Regions from separate parts of the Mus musculus genome. Here region 1 is linked to region 2. Evidence: chromatin contacts called from public Hi-C data. All regions are on one chromosome and are shown on one strand. The core of a region is the stretch at or near the end of the contact, and the rest is flanking DNA. Distances in the headings are between cores, read along the strand shown. Region 1 overlaps Grin2b (glutamate receptor, ionotropic, NMDA2B (epsilon 2)). Region 2 overlaps Grin2b (glutamate receptor, ionotropic, NMDA2B (epsilon 2)).

Evidence for each region. A called contact is a pair of places that touch in the nucleus more often than the background predicts.
Region 1: a Hi-C map of cerebral cortex shows a contact between it and region 2, with 3 times the contacts expected there. The contact joins two enhancer-like sites. A contact is called at or near these places in 9 of 484 Hi-C or Micro-C datasets (adipose-derived mesenchymal stem cells, cerebellum, cerebral cortex and 5 more).

Annotation. Positions count from the first base shown.
Region 1 is chr6:136,007,907-136,012,882 of GRCm38.p6, reverse strand. All of the region lies in intron 4 of Grin2b (glutamate receptor, ionotropic, NMDA2B (epsilon 2)), which reads left to right. Among named protein-coding and RNA genes, the nearest start is that of Gm14330, 160 kb to the right of the region's middle. Within about 2 kb of position 2,317, at least 49 of the 459 cell types and tissues checked have an H3K27ac peak or open chromatin away from gene starts, as enhancers often do. A contact at or near this core is called in cerebral cortex and cortical neurons, where this site is marked.
Region 2 is chr6:135,904,372-135,909,365 of GRCm38.p6, reverse strand. The region is part of intron 5 of Grin2b (glutamate receptor, ionotropic, NMDA2B (epsilon 2)); the gene reads left to right. Among named protein-coding and RNA genes, the nearest start is that of Gm14330, 55 kb to the right of the region's middle. Within about 2 kb of position 1,640, at least 37 of the 459 cell types and tissues checked have an H3K27ac peak or open chromatin away from gene starts, as enhancers often do. A contact at or near this core is called in cerebral cortex and cortical neurons, where this site is marked.

The sequences.
Region 1 (4,976 bases), core at 1,068-3,567, 100 kb before region 2:
CCGTAGGTGGTTTGGAGGTCTCTCTGGTCGTGTTCATAGCTTTAGAGCCAAAGCTTTGCTATGTAGCCCTGGCTGGCCTGGAACTTGCCATACTGACTAGGCTGGCCTGGAACTCACAGAGACCCATCTGATTCTGCCGCCCCAGCGCTGATCATGGAGGCTTGCAGTGCCTGAGCAAACCCTGGATCCTGACTTTGTTGCTCCTTTGCTACTTTTCTTACCTAAGCATTCATCTGTCCCGTTTATCTAATGTGTCCCTCTGCTATGGAGACGTTTCCTCATTTAATTTTACTGAAAGGAAAGTAGTTTCCCCTTTCCTCTTAGTTGCCCCTCCTGAACCATCACATCTCTGGTTGACTCAGGCACCGGCCTGGAGATGACAGTATTACAGTTCAGGAATACATAGCATGATGTTTTTCCTTAACCAAAAGCTTGATCCTGTTTATTAGAAAGGCAGTGGGCCACAGTAGCTCCAGGAGAGGCTAGCCTGCAAATAAATACACATGCTCCATGCAGACACTATCTGGGCTTTGCAGAGGTCTTCAGCACTCCTTGGAATTGTCACCTTCTGGCCACTCTGCCAACACCATGCTTCTGTGGAGGCAATTTGAGGCCCCACTGAGAAGTGGGTAGAGATTCAATGCAGTGCTTTGAGCATCAAACTGGATTTAGTAGTTCCTACCAGTTTTGACTTCGGATATTACATAACCTTTGTGAGCACTGGGTTCCGCACTGTCCAATCAGATGGATAATGCCAGTCTTGCCAGTGAAACAAATGCCCGGGCGCCTAGCACATTGCTTGACGAGATGGAAGCCCTTCTTGTTGCCAGGCACTTGGCCCCATGCAATAGATGGTTCATTCAACCTTCTCAATGGTCGCACGGAGGAGAGCCGGAGCCGGATGGAAGAAGTTAAGGGTTTGGGACAAGACTTAATAAAAGGTCTGGCCTAGGGGACAGGGAGAGGCTCAGAAAAGGGGGCTCACAGTGAGAAAGGCCCGATTTCATTTGTCATGGGACCCAGGGAAGCTTGCCATGTGTTCTCTGTCATTTGCCTTGGGTCTTGGCCGTGAGAGAGACATGGTAGGCTTCTGGGCAGTGTTGGTGGGGTGGGTACTCAGTGGATGCTCATGTAGAGCAGAAAAGAGGAAGTAGCTGGTCAGCTACAGCAGCTGGGGATATGAAGATAGAGCAAGGGGTGTAATGTAAGTTGATGTACAAGAAAGGAGATGATGAACGTGGCCTGGGGGAAAAGCGGAGCTCTTCTGGGTTCATTACTGGTGTCCAGCTACAAGGAAAATGGACTCTCCATCCCAGTGTCATCTCCATCCCAAGCTCATCTCAGAGCTTGTCCAGTTGCCTGGATACCTGTGACACACACCACTCCCTCCTTTGACACCGAGTGGCTGTGTGGCATGACCAACTCGATGCTGTCTGGCTTGATCCCACACGGCCCAGTCACATGGCACCCTCAGCTCCCACAGGAGATCCTGGGCCCCACCAGAGGAGTAAGAGGATGTGATGGGGTAGGTAAGGGAAGAGGAACTTTTGTTGTTAACAGCAGAAGATCAAAAGGGCTGCAGTAGGCAAGGAGTCGAGGGCCTTTTTGCCAGGTAAAGCAAAATGTCGAACACTAAGTGTGTAATTTGAGTAATTAATGTTCCAGATGGAAGAACAGTTTTATATGCTAATTCATATTTTCCAAAGGTCCAGAGCCACTCTGAAAACTCTTTTCCAAATTGCTGTCATCGCTGCCTACATCTGAAAGCATCCCACACGGTGAAGCTCACAGAGGCATGGTTTCAGGGTGGCTTTTAATTTCTTGTTTTAAACATGTGAAATGTGCCTCTCCCTCCCCCCCAATAGCCCAGAACTGTGTAGGCATACAGGCCCCATAGGCCAGTGTGCCATGTATAGGTTACAGGTGCAGCCACACCATTGCCTAGCTTAGCCCTCTGTGGTCTCAGTATCTTTGCCTTTAGGAGACTACCGTGTCCTGTGGCTCACTGAACAAGGCCTCAGAGTGATGTACAGGTTTGACTTTGGGCTGTAGTTCTGAGCATCGCCCAGATGCCTGAGGAATGTCTAGCTTAGCATCCAACTGTCATTAGGGGGATTTTTCTTAAGGTAGAGGTTAGCTATAGACACATACCGAGTCTCCAGCCTGCCCAGATCAGAGAAGGAAGATCCAGAGTAGAGCCCTTGGCTCCACTCTTGAAATCTCTCTTGAAATCCAGCCAGGCCAGGACAGCGTCTCTTTCTGGACCTTTGCAGGCTCCAGGCCTTTCTTTCGGAATTTTTTTAAAAAGCCCCCTACATCTGTTTCTTTCTTTTTCATAGTTAAACTATTTAACTCAGTGTTTAAAGCCCTGCCTGGCTGCCTTGTGGCGATTCAGGGTTGCCATGGCAATGTGGCCGGGTTCTCCAAATTAGGACACATTGCAGCTGCTTTTCCTTCCTTCCTTTTTTTTTCTGATGTGGTCTCTCCATCTCTGTCTCTGTTTCTGTTTCTCTGTGTCTATCTCATTCTCTGTCTCTCTCTCTCTCTGCATGTCTCTCAGTCTCTCTATTTCTGTCTGTATCTCTGTCTCTCTCGGAATGTCTCTCTGCCCCTTTCTGTCTCTCTCTGTCTCTGTCTCTCTCTGTGTCTGTCTCTGTCTCACACTTTGTCTCTGTCTGTCTCTCTGTGTCTCTGCGTCTCTCTCTCTCCCTCCCTCCCTCCTCTCTTGCTTCCTTAAGCCCTTGCCTGCTTTTCTCCCCCAGAATGCTAATTTAAGTACCTGTAGTCAGAGCTGGGTGGGTCTTTATACTTCCTCAATGCTCTGCCTACATGCATCCTCCAACCCCGTCCCTGGCAGTCTGTGCCCATGGAGGTTCTTGAGACCATCAGAGTCCTCTTTTGCTGTCTTTGCACCTAATATCTGTTTGGTTTGGGTGACACTAAGGAATTTCTGTTTTACCAAAAAGCCTTTTGTGAGAGGAATGTGGCGAGGAAGATGCTCTGCTGTTTAGACTTCCAATGTCCTCAAATCTTTCCAGCAGGCTCACAGCTACTTTAGGAGACACTAGGGCGATAAACGGACTCAGCGTGAATGGGGGTGCAAACATCTTTCCCACACAAGGCATTTCAGGGTCTGTTTTAATTATTTTTCTCAATGCTGTGACAAAATTCCTTAAAAACAACTTAGGAAACAAGGTTTGCCTTACCTCAGAGTTTGAAGGCATAGCTGATTGTGATGTGGAACTCATGGTAGCAGGGTTATGAGGTGGCGGCCATGTTTTATCTGTGGTCAGGAAGCAGAAAGAGCTGAATGCTGGTACCCAGCTTGCATCTCCTTATTTGGCCAGGACTCTCACTTGGGAAAGGTGCTGCCCACTTTCAGGATATGTCTCTTCTGCTCCATTACATGTTTCTGAGAACAGCCTCATAGATACAGATGTGTGCTTCCAAACAGATGCGTGATTCTAAATCGTGCCAGCTTGACAATGAAATTCACAGGGTCCCAGGACACTACATACTCTCAGAAAGTTTGGTATTATAAAAGTGTGATGGTTAGGGTCAACTGCCAACTTCACTTCAGGGATTTTCTTTAATGTGTTTATTGATATGAGAAGCTCCATGCTAATTGTGGCTGGCATCAATCCCTGTTCAAGGCATCCCGAGCTATCTAAATGACCTAAGAACTTAGCAGCAGCATGCGTACAGTGCTCTGTTTCTCGGCTGTGTGGCCAGCTCCTTACCTACACTTTCCCATTATGGCAGACTGTACCTTGAACTGTGAACCAGAATAAACCCTTCCTCCTTAAAGTTGCTTTTGTACCTTATCACTGCAACAGGAAGAGGAACAGAGAACAACAGAGGCTGTCAGTGTTCAAAAGGTAGGAGGGAGGAGGTGGGCACAGAGAAAGGTGGGAGAAAAGAATGAGGGCAGGCTGGACAATGGTGGCCTTTCTTTCCCTCGGGGTACTTCTGTTTCACAGTAGGCTACCTGAGACCCTAAAGTTATAGACTGGATGAGAATGGAGAGAGAAAGAGGATGGAGAGAACAAGGTAGACCATGCATCCCTTTCTGCTTCTTTATTATTACATTAAGGCCAATTAGAAAAGACTCTTTTGATAAATGTTCAGAGGAATGAATGAGCTCAGGCATGCTTTGAAATCTCTCTCTCTCTCTCTTTCACATACACACACACACATACACACACACATATACACACACACACACACACACACAGAGAGGAGAACTAGGTCATTATTACTAAGTACCTGGGACAGTCATTTTGGAAAATAACTTGGTCACCAGAATTTTTTTATTGAAGCAAGCAATTTGATTTATGAGATGGGATAGGGATCAATTTTGAAGGAAGTAATCATGGGTCTTACCCATTAGGGCGTTTAGTAGCCGTTCCTGAAACCATTGGCTAAAAAGCGCTGTTTAGCAATTTGGGCCTTCCCCTCTCTATGCCCTGATTATCACCTTTAGCAAATCCAAGGTCACTGATTCAACTGTGTGGACATCATGTTCCTTGACCTGTGAGAGAGGTGAAGGGAGAACGCCAACACAATTAGCTAGGTAAACAAGGAGGGTGCTGTCATAGGCCAAGGTTCACCAGCAAGGCAGCCATGACAGAATGGGCAATCCAGGCAGGGTCACGGCTGCTAATGGATTTGCACTTAGGTTGAAAGACGAGCTCTTAGCTGTGAGCTGGACTTGGCATTTTGATTTGCTTTTGGAGTTTGACCTAGAGCTGTGGATAGATCTTCCCATTGATCTGTTACATCTCCAAAAGTTGGCAAGTAGGTGGCTATATTTTCAGCTTGCACCTCTAGCTTGCCATTGCAAGTTAGAGGTGTGTATGTTTCAGGGAATGGTAGGAGCCTTCCACTGAAATTTTCAGATTTTGTATCACATTCAGAAAGCACTTTTAGAATGACCTTCAGTTTGGGTGTTTACTCTTTGGTTGCTACTGAGGAGA
Region 2 (4,994 bases), core at 391-2,890:
TAAATGAACACACCCCCACACATGCACAAACATATACTCACACAAATGAACACAGGTGCACACACATACAAATAAATATACATACATACACAAATAAAGACGCACTGCACACATATGTGCACTAGCCTCTGCTCGACCATGAGAAACCCAGAGGGAGCCTGAGGGCAACATCCAATAAATGTGTTTTAAAGACATCTACATTGATCCCAGGGGACACCACTTTGTATCTAGGTTCACTTTGCTATGATGCTCTGGGCCCCTTTCTTTTCACACAAGAAAGGATGATGTTTCTTTCTTACTCTGGCTGTATGCTCCCAAGTTCTTTATCTCATACATGGAAAAGCATACCCAATCACTCCACACCTGAGAATCTTGTGATGAAAGAGTGTTGCCTGTGCCCTGGACTACTGGCTGCTGACCCTCCCCGTCCTTGGGGTTGGAGGTGAGGTGGCACAGAGTAAATGACACAGACTCTGGGAGCAGGTAAGAAGTGCAGTGGCAAACTCGTCTGAGCACGGCTGCAAGCTCCTTTAATACCCTCCACCTATGCTCCACTGGTTCCAAGAGAGCAGTTTTTCTAAACAACAGTTCCTGATTGGCTGGCATTGTCTACTTCAAAAATCCTTGGTCTCTCAGACAGTCTTCAATTAAATCCTCCTATAAGAGATGCCTTTATGGCTACGTGGTCCCGGCATTTGGCATTTACATAGAGGTGGCCGATGCAATTCCTCCTATAGAGGAGGAGGCAAACATTCTGTTCTAGAGTCTGTTGGCACTCAGAAAGGTCAGAGGAACATTGAAAATATTGTCGTTGGACATGTGTTAAGACAAAAGCAAGACCTTGACCTCTGTCTTGATTTACAGATGTTCTCCAGGGCCACCGTTCATTTTTGACAGGTTAGATAAGTTTGGACTTGTTCAAAGCATACACACTGCCGGAGAGCAGACCAGAAGGAAACAGAGGTGGGGGAGTGCTGCTGGGGAAGAAACGGGCTGAACCAACCTGGGCCAGTTTTCTGCATTTTAGATGCCATTTGCACTTGGTTTAATTGATAACATAGGCAGTGGGTGTCTGCACCCTTTTTTCTATACTGAGGCTTGTTCAAGGTTCTGGACGATGCAAATGCTACCCAGCATGCACTTTGATTGGCCTCAGGAGGAGTGGGGCATCCGCAAAAAGATCCCTTTAATTTGCAGTCTTAGACTTCTTACTCTTCTAGCAACACAAAGTGAATCACCCAAGAGGCTGGCAAAGCACGCGGAAGGAACAAAGATCAGCATTAAAGAGGACGCTGGCTGGAGCTATCAGGAATTTAGGTGTGCCTTTAGGACCTAAAGGATCTTTTGTGATTGAGACCAAGGTAGTGAAGTTAAGGAAAGAACACATTCTTCCATCCCAAGTTCCAATTTAATTCGATGACCTTCTGGACACAGATTATTCACCCCTGAAAACTCAAAAGCATATGGGAGGATATTCCTCTGAGATGCGCCCCAATCCCTCCCCCCACGCACATACACGCACACTTGGTGTGCTCACTCACCCACAAGTTTAAAAATAGGAGCCATGGTGTTGCCATGACTCCCGGTGCTACTCAGTGCTGCCTCTTCCCTCTGATGCGATTTCCCTTCAGAGCAGATTTAGGCGAGAATCTGGCTCAGAGCGGCCTCTAGCGGCGGCACAATCCTTAGGGAAGCGTTTCCTTCCCCGGTTCTGCCCAGTCCCCAAACTAACCCGCAAGGGGCAAGTGGAATACTGGGATGTTTTGAGTGGACTCTAGGGGATCAGCTTTTAGCAGATCTGTCCTCGTAGTCATGATAATGGGCCGATGCCTACTGTATGCTACAAAGTGGGAAGGGGCAGTTGGCGGGGGATTTGCAACCCACAACTCTTAGTAGGATAATGTGGGGTGCTGGTGGTTGAGGGAGCGGTGGCATTACTGTACACTAAGCAAGGGAGATTTGCTGTGATCAGCAGCTAGCGTTCTTAGTTTTCCAGCTAGAGGAGTCTTTCAAAATGTTATCACCTGGTAATGAGTCAACAGCCTCGGGGAAGTGTTGACAAGCTGGCTTCCTTGCCTGCTGTCTTTGCCGTTTTCCCCTCCCTGTGTTTTGAATCCTCAGTTTCTTGTTGCCAATTGCATGGAAGAGTTCAGGAAAACTGATGAGAGTCTGTCCAGAACCCGGGCCTGACCTAACGCAAATTCTAACTCCGAAGGACCAGAAAGGGGTACAGGCTCAGTCAGAAACGATGTGTATCAGGGCTTGGAGGTTGATTCCAGCAGCCAGGGGCTTAGAACCACTCTGCTGTCATTTGTGTGGCCCAGATGAACAGAACAGGGTAGAATGACATTTTAAATGGATTTTAAACCTGGTGTTCATGAAAGAATCCCTTCCTTTGCTTCCCTCCTGAAGGTCAATCCAAAAACTGTAATTGTTGCTGGTGTTGGGAACCTCAAATTCTGGAAAGGGTACAAGCTGTGAACATTTATCGCATGAGAAGAAATCCTGATTCTCTCGTGCATCCCGTTCCTTCAGCTGACATTTGTGGGTCTATTTTATGCAGAGAGATGAGTTTCTATCAGCATGGTTGGCAACAGAAGCATCGGAATGGGTTGGCTTTAAGGAGTCTTTAGTTCAACCCATATACAGAGAAAAGACACTGAACTTTAAAGCTTCCAGTACCATGTGTGCCCTGGCCCCGATGAGAAATTGATGCATTGCTAAATTTTTGGAGCACACAGTGGGCTTTAAAATGAAAGTTTTTTCGTGCTGAAAAAAAAAAAAGATGTTCTTTGTATTTCTACGCTGTTATTATATTTAATGGAATTGTAGACTGAAATGCAAGAAAGAGAAAATAGTATTTAGAGTGAGGAGCAGTGGGTGAGTACCACAGTGCAGAGAGTGAGATGTCCACCTTCTACCTCTCCCTGCTGCCTCTGCCTTTTGAGCAGTTAGTTTCATTGGTTCTGATCCTACGGTGGCAGGGGCTGGTAGGCACTTCTGTAACGTGTGGCATTTAAACTTTTGTGGCTCTGACTGGGCTCGATCTTGGCACGGTTCTGTGAGCCAGCGCGGCCAAAGCACAGCTCTGTAATTGTATTAAGAAACACAATTAAGGAATATTGCATTTGCAGAACAGACGAGTGCCAACTGTCTGATTAAAGACTTGGGGGGAGATGCTATGTTTCGCCAAAGAAATAAGAAGACAAAGGAAAAAAAAGTGCTGCGTTGTTCTTGTTAGTTCCCTGTGATTTGTAGGAGAGAACCAGGGCAGAGCCACCAGGCGCACTTACCACAGGGGCATCATTAGGTGATCGTTGCCATTGGTTTTAGCCAGACTTCCACGTACCCAGGCGTCTCCCTCACAAGCAGAAGTTTTGCATCTGATCCTTACGTTTGTAAGATTTAGGCTTTGTGGAATGAGTAGAAGGGGTGGGAATCTAGGGTTCTTGTTCCCTTTCAAATCGAGATTCCAACAGAGTGGCTATATGAGTTTTCCTACATCCCCTCACCAATAACGCAACACAAGAAAAGAGCTAATCACCGCTCGTAAATAGCATTTATTAATTGCTTTACAGTGCTTGCTCTCCTTTTGGAACCAGCCAGGCATTTCTTGTGTAGCATATTCTAATATTCATCTGGCTTCTTGAGGTTTGATAGAAAAATATCTTACACAGGCAGACAGTCGAATTCTTATTTTACACACGACTTAATGGCAGGCTCTGCAAGCAGAATTATGCATTTGGCATTATAAGCGTTTCTGGATTTTATATCCACACACACCCAAGGTTTTCACTGGAAGTCACAGATGGTTGAAAGACAGATAGCAACCACACTACACTCTCAGACCAGTATAGACTCATGGATTTAGTAGCTTAGGGCCTGTGACCATTCTTTAATGCCCCTAGCTCTTTACACTTCCCTTCCCTGGCTGGTGCTCTGGTCCTCCTGCCTGATGTGATCTGAGCCTCATGCTATGCTAGCCATTTGGTGCTGGTATTATATGAATCATGCAGGAAGTAGCAAAGACATGATAGTTAACCTGCCCAGAGCATCTCCCAGTTACCCCCATCTATCTATATTTGCACGTTCAGTCAAAGGGGGTAACTCAGAAATGCCACTGGAAACCTGGACCTGTATTTGAGTATCAACTTAAAGAGAGCTCACCTGGCCTCTCTCTTCTCTCTGTGCGGTGGACCATGATGGGTATGTGTCTAAGGGCTGGCAGGGCTGGGGAATGCTCTTTTTTCTACCGCGAAGGTAAGATTCGAAAGTGGAAAATGACAGGAAACACTGCATTCAAGTCAGCCTCCCAGGTCTTCTGGGTCTTGTGTAAAGGTCATACATGCTTAGTCTGCTGGTCTGTCAGTTCCGGAAGTGACACACGCTTCTGGCCAAAGTTATTTATTTCCAGAAATTTAAGAGACAGACAGACAGAGACAGACAGACAGACAGACAGACACACACACACACACACAGAGAGAGAGAGAGAGAGAGAGAGAGAGAGAGAGAGAGAGAGAGAGAGAGATCCTTGTGGCTTCCATTCCTTCTGAGCTGTGAGCAGGAAGCCTACTTAGTTGGCTGAAGCAGCTGTCGAAATCAGTCATCTGGCTATTAGTAAGCAACTGGGAATATGTGTATAAAAAAGAAAAGAATTTGACAGGATACGTAAAGACTAGGATCTCACTGATGGGAAAGACATAGCAGACATGAGCAAGGTCAATGCACAGTCCTCAGTACAGAGCCTCGGCTGGCAGGGTCCCAGCACATGCCTTTAGTCCAGATTGCAAGAGCCACACATGCTGCTGCACGGGCACCAGCCTCACGGCAGGAGAATGGCAAGCTTTAACCTGGCAGCAGTGTGCCATAGGAGAGAGAAAAACCTTGCTCCTGGAAGTTGAACTCAAATTAACTTCTTCTGCAAGTGTCATGTGCTCAAAATTTCCTCAAATATGGCTTTCATTCTCTCACAAAGGACTCCAAGTCCAAACGCA